Linked DNA regions of Mus musculus: regions 2 and 3 are each linked to region 1. The links are chromatin contacts, called in public promoter capture Hi-C maps. All regions are on one chromosome and are shown on one strand. The core of a region is the stretch at or near the end of the contact, and the rest is flanking DNA. Distances in the headings are between cores, read along the strand shown. Region 1 holds the start of Oaz2 (ornithine decarboxylase antizyme 2). Region 2 holds the start of Pclaf (PCNA clamp associated factor). Region 3 holds the start of Csnk1g1 (casein kinase 1, gamma 1).

What was found. Capture Hi-C pulls out chosen DNA fragments and counts their contacts.
Region 2: a promoter capture Hi-C map of adipose tissue shows a contact between it and region 1, with 3 times the contacts expected there. The contact joins the promoter of Pclaf here to the promoter of Oaz2 in region 1. A contact is called at or near these places in 20 of 39 promoter capture datasets (the 3T3-L1 cell line, the C10 cell line, the HPC-7 cell line and 13 more), 3 of 484 Hi-C or Micro-C datasets (B cells, bone marrow-derived macrophages and muscle stem cells), 20 of 115 datasets of contacts at active chromatin or transcription factors (the 230-238 cell line, the HPC-7 cell line, the SCID.adh cell line and 14 more) and 5 of 9 other capture datasets (adipose tissue, embryonic stem cells, liver and 2 more).
Region 3: a promoter capture Hi-C map of adipose tissue shows a contact between it and region 1. The contact joins the promoter of Csnk1g1 here to the promoter of Oaz2 in region 1. A contact is called at or near these places in 11 of 39 promoter capture datasets (the 3T3-L1 cell line, the C10 cell line, the HPC-7 cell line and 8 more), 1 of 15 datasets of contacts at CTCF or cohesin (large pre-B cells), 2 of 484 Hi-C or Micro-C datasets (CD4 T cells and muscle stem cells), 14 of 115 datasets of contacts at active chromatin or transcription factors (the SCID.adh cell line, bone marrow-derived macrophages, craniofacial prominence and 10 more) and 5 of 9 other capture datasets (adipose tissue, embryonic stem cells, liver and 2 more).

What each region holds. Positions count from the first base shown.
Region 1 is chr9:65,675,271-65,679,646 of GRCm38.p6, forward strand. Oaz2 (ornithine decarboxylase antizyme 2) reads left to right here and starts at 1,278. Exons shown (of 5, transcript NM_010952.3): 1 at 1,278-1,495. The coding sequence starts at 1,476.
Region 2 is chr9:65,888,051-65,892,188 of GRCm38.p6, forward strand. Pclaf (PCNA clamp associated factor) reads left to right here and starts at 2,273. Exons shown (of 4, transcript NM_026515.2): 1 at 2,273-2,424; 2 at 2,682-2,759. The coding sequence starts at 2,379. The region is part of intron 1 of Trip4 (thyroid hormone receptor interactor 4); the gene reads right to left.
Region 3 is chr9:65,907,386-65,911,640 of GRCm38.p6, forward strand. Csnk1g1 (casein kinase 1, gamma 1) reads left to right here and starts at 1,625. Exons shown (of 14, transcript NM_173185.2): 1 at 1,625-1,783. Trip4 (thyroid hormone receptor interactor 4) reads right to left here and starts at 1,409. Exons shown (of 14, transcript NM_001357872.1): 1 at 1,054-1,409.

The DNA of each region.
Region 1 (4,376 bases), core at 28-2,527:
GATTCCTGCCCATGCTAGAAGCACATAGTATGTAGCTATTTACTGAACTTTGACTAAATGAACGGATGATTTGAGGTGACCACTGTGGTCTGAGAGTGCATCCTCTCCCTTTCCCTCTGCCCCACCTCTCTCTCTCTCTCTCTCTCTCTCTCTCTCTCTCTCTCTCTCTCTCTCTCCCCTCCCTCCCCCACCCCCAAGATAGGGTCTCACCATGTTACACTAAGCAGCCTGGAACTTGTTGCCTGCGTACTACAAGCTGGCCTTCAACTCACAGAGCCTCACCTGCCCCTGCTTCCTGGGTGCTAAGATAGATAAAGGCTTACACAGTCTCTACTGACTGCAGTCTAAGTTGACTGCACAGGTTTGACAACTAGGGTTCTCCTGTGAGTGTGGCTGGGATTTGGGGGTGTGTGTACATTGCTGCCTGGCCTCTGTGATTAGAGGGCCAGGTAAGACAGTGGCAGTGCACTAGGTGCCTTGCATGATCGATTGAAGCAGCTTGCACCGATTGGCTGGAAGCCACTGTCATTGTACTATGAATTGAAGGAAAAGATCTGTGGGATTAGATTCACACTGGAAATGGTGCTACTCTATGAGGAGTATTCTTCTATTTCAGATTTTGTTTTGTTTAGTGACATGGGTTTACAAATACTATTCTCCGGTTTCGGTTTGGCCACACACCAAAAGCAGCAAGTGCCCAGTGTGGTGAGGCACACTATTTCCAGCACTTGGCAGGACAGGAAGTAAAGGAAGGAGGATGGGGGTTTCCAAGTCATCTTCCAGTGAGTCTGAGGCTAGCCTGAGCTACAAAGACTGTATCAAAAAACAAACAAAAGGCAGACATGAACGAGTGGAGAGGGCTCAGCGGATAAGAGCACCGGTTGGTCTTCAGAGGACTTGGGTTCAATTCCCAGCCTCTACATGGCAGGTCACACTGTCTGTAACTCCTGTGCCAGGGGATCTGACATCCTCATATAGAGATACATGCAGGCAAAACACCAATGTGTATAAAAAATAAACATACATAAATGATTAAGAAAGAACAAAAGCAGAAATGAAGACTGGCCTTAGCCAAGCAGAACCTGAGTTCCTGGCATCGAGAGAGACCTCTTTCCCCTCTTCTCCCTGGCTACCGCCCCTCTTCCCGAGATGATAGCTTGCCCTTAGTACGCCTGCGCCCAGGCGGGGCGGTGCTTCGCCCTTTGTTGTGGGCCCCAGTTTCCCAGGACACCAAGCGGCGCTGGGTGGGGCTATGCAGATGAGGTACTTGGGGGCGGGGCGGTTGCGCGGCGGCGGCCGGGGAGGGTCAGTTGGAGGCAGGCGCTCGCTGAGGCAAGAGGAGGGCACTCGGCCCGCGGCCTGACAGGGACTTAGCCCACAGAGACCGGCCCGCGCGCGCGACCCCACACCCACCCACTCGTCCACCTACCCACTCCCCGCGCCGCCTCCTCCCACCCTGAGCAGAGCCACCGAGGATGATAAACACCCAGGACAGGTAACGGCCCGGCGCAGGCTCCCCGCCCCCATCCTCCCTCCGCAGCTCCAGAGGCCTTCGCACCCCCCCCCACCCCCGCAGCCTGCCCCCAGCCCCCAGGGGGCTCCATCCGCTCCCACTGTTCCTCTCGCCATCCCAGCCACTGCCACCCGAGTCCTGAAATCGGGCCTCCTTCCGTCCTTTAGCCCCCTTCCTCCAGCCCTGCCCATCCCCCTCATCCGGGTTTTCTCCTCGCCCGGAGCCCCCCCCCCCCAAAAAAAAAAAAAAACCTGGACATAGCCAGTCAGTCGCTCCGTTTTCTTAAGCCCAGTGGGACGGTGCCCAGTCCCCCATACTGTGGGCTTTCTCCCACAGATTCCCCGAATTGGTTCTTATCTTCCCTAAATCTTTCTTACTCCTCCACAAGTCACTTAATCGCTTTAAATCCATTCTCTAGTGAAAATTGCTTCCCAGGCAGACTCCTCTCAGCCCTGCCTGGCTGTCCCCAAAGACAAGCTCTGTCCGGCAGTTCTCAACTCAACCCTTTCCCCCTCTTCCCACCTCCTTGGGATGTGCAGTCCCACTCTCTTCCCCACCCTTCTCCAGGTAGGCCCCATTTTCCTGTCTGGGAACCCCCACTCTTTATTTCTCTAACACTATGGAGTCCATTCCTGCCCTCCAGCCTGTTTTTCCAATGATGTTGCCAACACTCTTCTACACACTCTTACCCTTTAAACACTACAAAGTCTCAGTTGGTACTCATCTTACCGCCCCCCCCCTTCTTTAAAATCATTACAATGCCCAACTTAGTCTCTCCCCTTTCCTGGGAAGATCATTAAGTGCTACCCCCTTTTAAATTTCACTCCAGGGCCTCCAAAACCAGATCCTGGGCCTTTGGAAGTTACCTACCTCAAGACCCAATCCCTGTTTCCCCCAGGATTTGAAATGCATTATTCTTTTGAAATGGTGTGGGTTTCTTAACTTTCAACCAAAGTAGGCAGAAGTCATCCCTTTAGTTACCCTCCCTTTTTCCATGTCCTCAGATATCCCACATTTCTGTCCCAGACAGACGCTCTTCTCCAAAGCTATTCCAGAATTTTCTGATCCCTCAGGATTTGTAATGCCACTTGCTTATGTATTATCTTGGCTTTCATTAGCAATTCAGAAATGATTCCTTTGCCTTCCCCTGTAAGGCTCGGTGCTAAACCCTCCAAAACTTTTTTGAAACCCATTCAGTCCCCATACTAGATCTTTTATCTTCACATTGGACTTTTTATAGCCTCTGACCTTGAGTAAGCAGATCCTTTCCTTAAACTGTCAGGATCCCTCCAAAACCAGATGACTTCGTCCTACAAGTCATCTTTCTTGTGGCTGTTTACATAGGGCTCTGCCACTCAAGGGTCCTCTGGAAGCTTGAGCTCCTTTTTCACCAAGTGATCTTGATACTCTCGATTTCCTACTTGATGCTTCTTCCAGCTCCATCTTTTCTCCAGCTGTGTGTTCCTCACATTTCAGTGTGTCTTAAACCTAGCTAGACAAACACAAACCAAAAAACCAGTTATCTGTTCTTTCCTAGATTGCTCCAAATGGCCTAGGGTAGGGCCTGATAAGTGGTGTGTATTTTAAAGCTCTCCAGTTCTCATGTGGAGCCTGGGTTGAAAAATACTCTCAGCCCAAGGAGGCCTTAGCCTTTCTTTATTCCTGCAGTGTTAGCCCCTCTAGTGACAAGTGACTTCTTGGTCTCCTTCTGTTCAGAAAGAAACTTTTAGTCTGATAGTGATGGTGTGCACGACTGTGATCGTAGCACTCAGGTGGCAGAGGCAGGTGGATCTCTGAGTTCAAGACCAGTCTGGTCTATAGATCAAGTTCTATGACAGCTGACAGCCGGGGCTGCACAGAGAAACCCTTTATTATTTTATTTATTTTTTTAAGAACTCTTCTTTACCTTATATATTTATTGCTCCAGTTTTGGCCATTTCTATTCCAACTTCATCTTTTCATATAGGAACCTCACTCACTCCCGATTTCCTGGCTTGTTAAGGTTGTGCTTGAGCCAATGTCACCAAACTACCAAACCTTTGCTGGTAGTCCCATCCTCCTTTTCCCTTTTCCCTTTCTGAGACTCTCCATCTAGGTCCCCAGAGCATTCCATTCTTTGAGTCTATCTTCTTTAACCCAGTCCTTCACAGCTCAGGAGGTGGAGGTGGGTTTATCCTTGGATGATGCAGGATGCAAAAGGTGCTGTTGTGGTCCGGAAGATTGTGTGTGCTGAGGATGGAGAGCAAGGTTGGGGAGTATGTGAGATGGGTTTTTTTTCCCTGGGGTTGGAAGTGGGGCATTTCAGCGGTCATTCTTAGGAGTCCTTTGGACTGATTGGGTCTAGGTGCCAAGTCCTTTGCAGCTTGCGCCAGAGATTTGAGTATTTGAGACCAACACTTAAGGACTTTCACGACCTGAGTGTGAGCTTTCCTTGAGTTCTAACTGTGCCGCACTTAGCCAATGTGCTTACATGTAAAGAGTAGGGGGTTGAGTTAGCATAACTTGGAAGGATTCTTTCAGCTCTGCCTAAGTGGCAAAACAGGCTCACTTGTCTCCAGGGCCCTTGCTTTAGTGTGTTTGTAATTTGAGGGGCTTGGCTGTGTGAGGCAGGTGGAGGGAGGAGTCAGTTGGCCTGCCAGGGCCTGGGCAAAAGCTGGTCCTTGGATCAGGCTCTTCTCCTTTGGCCCGGGGGTGGGGTGGGGTGTACAGGGTGTCTGGTTTCTTTGCTTTATGGCAGTCTTGTTTCCATAGTGTGCTTCCCAGCTTCCCTTCTCCTGTGCTGGCCCTTAACTTTCTGAACGGAATCCTGTTGGAGTCTTAGCTGGGGTTCTGATAACAGCCGGAAGTTCTTCCCAGGCACTGT
Region 2 (4,138 bases), core at 1,023-3,522, 210 kb after region 1:
GAACCACTGTGCAGTCTGGCAGTGGGGAACACACCTTTGACCCCAGCACTTGGGAGGCAGAGGCAGGTAGATCTCTAAATTGGAGGCCAGCCTAGTCTATAGTGAGTTCCAAGACAGCAGAACTACACAGAGAAACCCTGTCTAGAAAAATAAAACAAGGGCTCAAGGGCTGGAGAGATGGCTCAGTGTTTAAGATCGCTGACTGTTCTTCTGAAGGTCTTGAGTTCAAATCCCAGTAACCACATGGTAGTCCACAACCATGCATAATGAGATCTGACATCCTCTTCTGGTATGTCTGAGACAGCTACAGTGCACTTAGATATAATGATAAGTCTTTTGGGCTGGAGAGAGCAGGGGCAAATAGAAGGAGTGGGGTCGTTTGACCAGGGTGAGGAGAGGCCCTGAATTCAATTCCCAGCAACCATCTGTACAGCTACAGTGTACTCACATACATAAAATAAATAAATCTTTAAAAAAGAAAAACAAAAACTGAAAAGAAACACTTCATTTTCATGAGGGTGAATGACAAGAATGGAATGTCTGTTGATTGACTTGTTGATTTTATGTGAGAATTTGGCAGTAATTTAACACTCCAGAGTAAGATAAACTACAGGCAATTGCTAAGATTATAATGTTAATTTAATGACTGCCTAAACCTTTTCATTATTTTCACTTGAGTTGTTTGTCTAGTTGTTTGGTTGTTCCATTTTCTTTTCTTTGTGTAGCCTTTGCCTTCCTGGAGCTGATTCTGTAGAGTTCCAGGACAGCCTTGATTCACCTGCCTTTGCCTCCTGAGGGTTGGGATTGAAGGCCTGCACCACAGCCTGGCTCCTTTTTTCTTGATGATTTATTTTATGTGCATTGATTCCCATCTTGCCTGAGTGTGTCTGTGTCAATGTGTCAGATCCCCTGGAGCTGGAGTTACAAACAGTTGTGAGCTGATATGGAGGTGCTAGGAATTGAACCTGTGTACTCCAGGGTCCCTGGAAGAGTAGCCAGTTCTCTTAACTGCTGAGTTACCTCTCCAGCTCCTGTTTTTTCGGTCTAGCTCTTTCCTTTCCTTCCTTCCTTTCTTTTTTTAAATAAACGATTTATTTTAATTTTATGTGTATTGGCATTTTGCCTGCCTGCATGTCTGTGTGAGGGTGCCAAGTCACTTGGAGCTTGGTTACTGCCATGAATGAACTGCCATGCTAGTGCTAGGAATTGAACTGGGTTCCTCTGAAAAAGCAGCAATACTCTCAACTACTGTGCCCCTTTTCTTTTCTTCCTTTCTATATTTTTTTCTTTTTTCTAAAATATTGTGATCTAGCCCAGACTGGCAAGGAACTCACAATTTCCCAGTCTCTCTGCCTCCTCAGGGCTGAGATTACAAGGTGCAGTAGGCCTGGCTTTAAAATCTTTAAATTGAATATACTATTAATTGTTGATTTGGTTAAGGCCCTGAATAGATTTCATTGCTGTTCAAGCATAATTCACTGCAGAAAAGTAGTTCTGTAACATGCTGAAGGGTCATCTTTTAAACAAGCATTAACAGACAGCATTCTGCAGCAAGCACATACGGTTTTGTTTCGTGCATGGCATTCAGAACAAACACAAATTCTTAGGAATATTGTAATTTGAAATATGGGTCAGACAATATGATCTCTTTTTTGCAGGGTTATCCTCACGTGGGTTGGTGCTGTGACCCTTTTACATTTGGCATTTAAAAAATTCTTTGGCCATGTTTTTTAAATTTTATTTACTTATTTTTATATGTGTATGGACAATTTGTCCTAATTTTTTGTCTCATGCGATCTGAAAACGGTTTTTAAAACACTGTAAACTAAATAAACTAAATTGAGTTTTCCTTTCTCCCGCCTCAGAAAGTTGTTTTAGAACACAGTAGGGTTCATCCTTAGGATACTAAACTTTAGTTATGATTTACATAGAAAAGTCCACTTAATTTTCACTTTCAGTGTTTAATTATCATGGATTTAACTCTGGTAACTTTTGAAGAAATTTTACAATCCCTATCTCTACTTGGTTTTATTTTGGCTAGTTCACAACCTATCTACCTCACCTCCATACTTCGTGCCCCCCTCTTCCCCCACCCAGAGTCCTAGCACCGCCTACCAGGGAGGTACAAATCACGACCACTGGGGCTGATGGACTGACTGGCCAGCAAAACCTTAAGTCTCGAGGCTGTCACTGCTGGACGCTGTCAATTGGTCCAGAGTGAAGGCGCGGAACCAATAAGAATCGAGGTTCTCAAGCGCTTGGAGCGCGCGGGAAAGAGACCCATTTAAACGGTGGCGGGAACATCATTTTCGGGTTCTTCTCTAATTGAGACATCTGCAGTTGGGGTGACGGTGAAAGTTGTCTCTTCTTGTGTGAACATGGTGCGGACCAAAGCAAACTACGTTCCAGGAGCCTACAGAAAAGGTAAATGATGCAGCGAGGTGGCAGGGGGTTCCCTAGGCAGCCTGTCCAGGGGTGGAGACGCCCATGGCTGCCTCCCATTGAGCAGCTAGAAGGCAGGCTCCCGGCCCTCACTGCTAATAAGCTGCAGAGAACAGGCAAGGTCGTTTGCTGCTGTTCATCTCCCTCCTCTTTACTGGCCTGGGACTGTTGTAGAACAAAGCTCGGGGATCCGAACCCTCCTGCCTTTTCTGAACGCCCCTATTTATCTCTCTCTGCAGCGGTGGCTTCTCAAGCCCCTAGGAAGGTGCTTGGCTCCTCCACCTTTGTCACCAATTCTTCAAGTTCGTCGAGAAAAGGTAGGAAGGGTCGTGGAAGCTTCTGAAGTAACACCCCGAGAGCATCAGGCCGGGCAAGGCAGTACTAACCTGTGTGGTCCTGACCCGCGGTGGATTTATTTTTACTTAGTTTCCTTCCTCTGGAATTTGTTTCCGTTGACATTCTCACACCTAAATTTCTTTCTCGCCCTCTAAGGGAGCCTTAGTCTTTCAGCAGGCTTGGATGGGGGTGAGGGTCCAATGGAAAATTCATGTCTTGGTGGTGAGGGGCAGTATATTTTTAAACTTTTTTTTTTCTTTTCTGAATGGTGTTTTAAAAATTGTTAACAGTTACTATTTTCTTGGAGGCTACTTAAGTGTCTCCTCATTAGATTTATGGTGATGATTGACTGTACTACCGCGTTTCCGGTTGGGGGATGTATGTGAGTGTCTGTTTGACCATGCATGCAATCTTTGGGAACTGAACCCTGGGCCTTCCTTGCCCATGTTGAACAAGTACCCTACCGCTGAGCTAACCACACTGCCCCAGATTGGTTTGCTTTTGTCTCTGCTTTTCCCTCCTCCTCTACTCCCCAGTTCTTCCCCTATCCGACCTTCCTTTTTAACTCTCTCCTCCCTTTTGTTCTCCCTCCTTCCCTCCCTTTTCCTTCTTCCAAGGTCTCATGTAGCCCAGGCTGGCCTCAACATTTTTATGTACAAAGAACACCTTTGAACTCCAGATCCTTCTGCCCTCCATCTCCCCACTGCTGGAATAACACACACACACACACACACACACGTTCTCATGTAATTCAGGGTAGCCCCAAACTTGTTACGTAGCTAAAGCTGGCCTTCAACTTCTGATCTCTCTGTCTTTAAGATCTTCAATTTAGGGGATTAGCAGGTCAAACTTGGGTTTCCAGGATTGTAGGTGAGATTCACCATTCTCCTGTTATATTTTTTAAAGGGGCAATTTTCTCTGAATTTTGATTTTACATTCCTATATTAAAATATAACCAGGAATGGTATTTTTCTTATGCAAAGGAGCCAGCAGCTTTGAAAAGTAGGATTTACTCTTATAGAAAGCTTAACATTTCCCCTTCCCCAGGTATTGGGGATTGAATCTATGGCCTTGGGCATTTCAGGCAGAGTCCATTGCTGAACTGTGTTCTTAGCTCTATCTGTAATGGGGAGAGGGCTTGGGATTGGAGTTTCAGTAACCTGCCTGCGTTGGCTTTGTGCTTGCTTGGTAATACACGCAGGTTTTGAACTTTGGATCCTTCTGCTTTGTCCTCCCAAGTAGCTGAGCTTATAGGCCTCTGCCACTAGCCTGGCTCACAGTGTATATATTTTTTAACTAAATAACCTAATCGTTCTAAGAAACATACCTGAGTAGTAGGGCACTTGCCTAGCACATGATT
Region 3 (4,255 bases), core at 375-2,874, 230 kb after region 1:
AAGTGGTTTCTTAAAAGCTTTGCAGAGTTGACTGCCTAGGATGGATCAATTTAATGCCATCCTATGAGTCTAGGAAATGAAAAGGCCTAGTGTTACTTTTCAATTACCAAAATTAGTTTTCTGTCTTAGCTGAGGTAAACAACAGTCTACTAATAATTTTGTGACCAATAAAATCGGGTCTTACAGTTGCAAGTGTATCCACTGATGTAGATGAGAAAAATTCAGAAGTTAAAGTTAAAATAGGAAAGCCGGTCCATCCCGGTAGTGAACGCTTTAAATCCCAGCACCTGGGAGAAGAGGAAGGTGGGTCTCTGAATTCAGGGCCAGCCTGGTCTACATAGACATTACCTGATCAGTCATCCAGGGCTTCAAAGTGAGATTCAGACTCAAAAAATAATACAGTCAAGTGATGGTTTTATCCCCCACCCCAGGTTTCTCTAAAAATATAATTACTATAATTATAGGGGTCGTTACAGGGGGTTATTTTGTTGGCTTTGGTCTCCACCATAGTTTTCCAGTTTTTTCAAAGAGTGAACTTATGCCTCGGGTATGTTAGGTAAAATGTTTTAAAACTGGGACTGACCATGTAGTCTAGGCCTTGGAGTTACTATCCTCGCTTTTCCTCTGGAGTCTAAGCATTACAGGTCTGCTTGTCATGTCCAGTAAATGAGTCTCCTTGCCTCCCTTCCTTTCTTCGATGCCTGGGAATCGAACTAAAGACCTTGGGCATGCCAGGCAAGTTTTGTATCACAGACCTAAATCCCCAGCCTAAATGAGGGTTTTTATGGACACCTTTCTTAGTCACCGTATAGGTATGTTGGTTTATTCTGATGGGAGGCTTAGTTGTCTTCCTACTCAAGCGAGATTACCGGCATTCTTTGTCTCCCCCAACTCCCCCGTTTTATGGAATAACAATAATAATATTACTCTGGTCAATTTTCATAGACTCAAATATAGCTAGGTTATTTCCAGGTCACACATAAAAACGTTAAATCCTTAAAAAAAAAAAAAAAAAGAAAAAAGAAAAGACAAGGTAAGACAAAACTTTCTTACCCACTTCACTGTTCGACTTCTGGAGCCGGTTCAGAACGAAATGCATGCAAAAGTCTGGTTGAAACGACAGGAAATCCACCAGAGGGAGATGCTTGCTAGACAGTGAGAAAGAAGCTCCCGCAAGGGGCCTGGAGAGGAGCTTTGGGAGGAGCTGCCGAGATGGCCCAGGATTCCAGGAGGTGTGTGTAGTTTGGAGCTGGTGTCAGAGACCAACTGATGGAAGCAGCTACGTTGGGCCTACTACCTGCTGCAGCGAAGGGTTTACCTGGCCTAACATTGTAAACTAAAGGCCTAAAAACATTTCCAAATGAGAAAACGAAGCTCCCAACCCACTTACCAACAGTCCCCGAAGAAATGGGGGGGGAAGGGGGGTATTTAAAGGCACTTCCGCTTAGCAACCCCACGCTGTTGCTAAGGAGGGGCCGCAGCATTAACGACCCGGAAGTGGTGGTCTGAATTTCACAGCGACGACAGGGGTTTGTCCTATCAGAAGAACGAGGATGCTCTGCGGCTCCAGGAGGTGGGTGGGACCTGCATTAGTACTTCCGGCTTGGCTCGGCCGCCCCTCAACTGGTCTTCCCCCTCCCCTCCGCCTCCTCCGCTCCCTCCGCTCCCTCCCGCTCCTGGGAAAGCAAAGCTGCGGCTTAAGGGGTGGTTGAGAGAAGCAGTAGGCGCCTCGGGGAGGGGACCGCGCCCGCCCCCTTGGAACACTGGAGCACCGCTGATTTAGGTAGGTACTCTGGCTTCGACTGGGTCTGGGAGACTGGAGTCTGAGATGTGTGTGTGTGTGTACGTGTGTGTGTGGGGGGGGTGGGGTGGGGGCTTTAGGAGCCCTTCGCTGGGGCGGGGCAGTGGACTCGGGAATCCCGGGTGGGGCGCGGGCCTGTCCGTGGAGGGTTGCGGGGGCGGGACAGAGGGACCAGGGTCCCTGCGTGCAAAGAGTTGCGGGTTGCGGGTTAGACCCGGTCGCAGGAGGCGCCCTTTCTGAAGCAGGGACTTCGGCCAATGCAGACCGGGAGTTTCCCACCTGGAGTGCCAGCTCCGAAAAGAAGGGGGAGCATCATCCAGGGCCGAAATCAAGGGTATAGACTTGGAGAGGTGACTGTGGTCATCCTGTGCTTCACATTGTCCGCGTCCCGGACTCTCTGTTGGGACAGAGCCGGGCTTCGAGGGCTTGTAAGGGTTTCGTGTCGGCTGGGCACCGTGGAGCCGCCCTTGGCAGAGGTAGGGCAGAAGAGTGGGTAATGAGACCTCCCTCCACCCAACTTCCGTGCGCTTCCCCCGCTTCTTCCTTTATTGCTCTCTCGGCAGGGCGCCCTATAGGAGCGTTGTCCCCTAAGTGGGTACGCATCACGTCGTAAAACAAGAGTGTGAAACTGGGTTTGTTGCCCCCGGATGATTTTTCGGATATTTGCAAAGTGCCAGAATGGCATATTCTAGCAGTCTCCCAGACCGATATGAGTCTGGTATGAATTTTCTTAGAAAATGCAATACTGGAAGGCATCTGACTATATTCAAACGTAGCCTTGTAAATGAGCATGCTTTAAAAAAACCACTAGGAAATCCATATTTAGAGGTCTAGATGAGACATGTTTAGGCAAGCCTTTTTCAACCTCTTTCTCACCTGCCAGTAATCCTTTTGTGGTTTAAACGAATTAGAAATGCTATCTTCATTTTGTTTAAGTGACTGAATTGTAGGAAGTATAGTATATGTCTTAGAAGAACTAGTGAACATTTAGAGAGACAAGGGACAAGAGTCCCTTTCCAATGATTGAACTCTCTCTTAATCTTTTAAGGAGATAATTATGTTCAAGTGGAAGTATTGGCTTTGAGAAAGATAATTCTGGGAATGAACCCGCCTTTGCCTCTTAACTAGTTGTTGACTTTGGTCAAGTCACAGACTAACAGTTTCAGCCTCTTCACAAGGAGGAATTAAATTCTAGTCAGTGTCAAAAGAGAGGTGATTACTTATATAACTCCATTTAAAACAAGCACCTTTGAATTTCAAGGTTGTCATTAGTCAACATAGTTAAGGGAGCCCAACTTAGTGGAAGGGGATTTTTGAAAAAGAAACTGATAATATTCAAATAGTATACGGCAGGAATTCGAGGTTTGGGTTTTTTGTTGTTGTTGTTGTTGTTGTTGTTGTTTTGTTTTTGTTTTTGTCTCACACACACACACACACACACACACACACTCACGCTCTGGCTGGCCTGGAAGTCACTCTGTAGACCAGGTTGTATTGTACTCACAGAGCTCCGCCTGCCTCTGCCTCCCCAGTGCTGGGATTAAAGGCATGCACCACCACTGCCCGGCTTTATTATTCTTTATTTTGTAGTTCTGAGCATTCAGTTCAGAACGGTCTCACACAGTTTTCACTATTGAGATACAACTTTAGATCCTAGAAATTGATCATATGTAGCATAAAATGCAATTATCAATAGTTTCCTAAAGCCCATATTAAGTACAATATGTTTATTTTTTTGAAATGACCAAAGTACATTTTATAGGTTCTTCTCAGATAATCTTTATGCTGTTAGATATAGCATGGATTGAAATAAAAAACATAAGTAACTTACTTAAATCTTAAATCACGTGTCTTCTTAATGGAAGTTAAACTTGGGGCATAAAATAGTAATTGTAAGGTCAACATCACTTGCATGACCCATCTTAGATTATAAGATTAGCAAAACTTAGTTTTGTTTTGTTATTTTGAGACTGACTTATCATGTAAACTCAGGCTGGCCTTGATCGTGAGATACTCTTTCCCCTGGAGTGTTGGGGTTACAGCTGTTTGATAATTCACTTGACTTCTAGAAAATTCTTATATAAACTATAAAATGAATAAATGAAAATACAATAAATTCCTCCTTCTAAATCATTAGTAATCAGAATGTAGAAATGATTTTAGAAAATGAAATATTGACATATGCTTACTTGCCTTGTGGATTTAAAATTGTAGTTCTTTGTAGCCTGTTTGTTTGTTTGAGACAGGGTTTCTCTGTGTAGTCCTGGCTGTCCTGGACCCTTGGTAGATCAAGATGGCCTTGAACTCACTGAGATCCACCTGTTTTTGACTCTCAAGTGCTGGGATTAAAGGCATGTGCTTCCAAACCCCATTTATTGATGGATTGGTTTTTCCTCTGTAGCCTATTATGTTGGTCTTTTCTTTTCTTTTTGGAAAAGGGTTTCACTGTGTAAC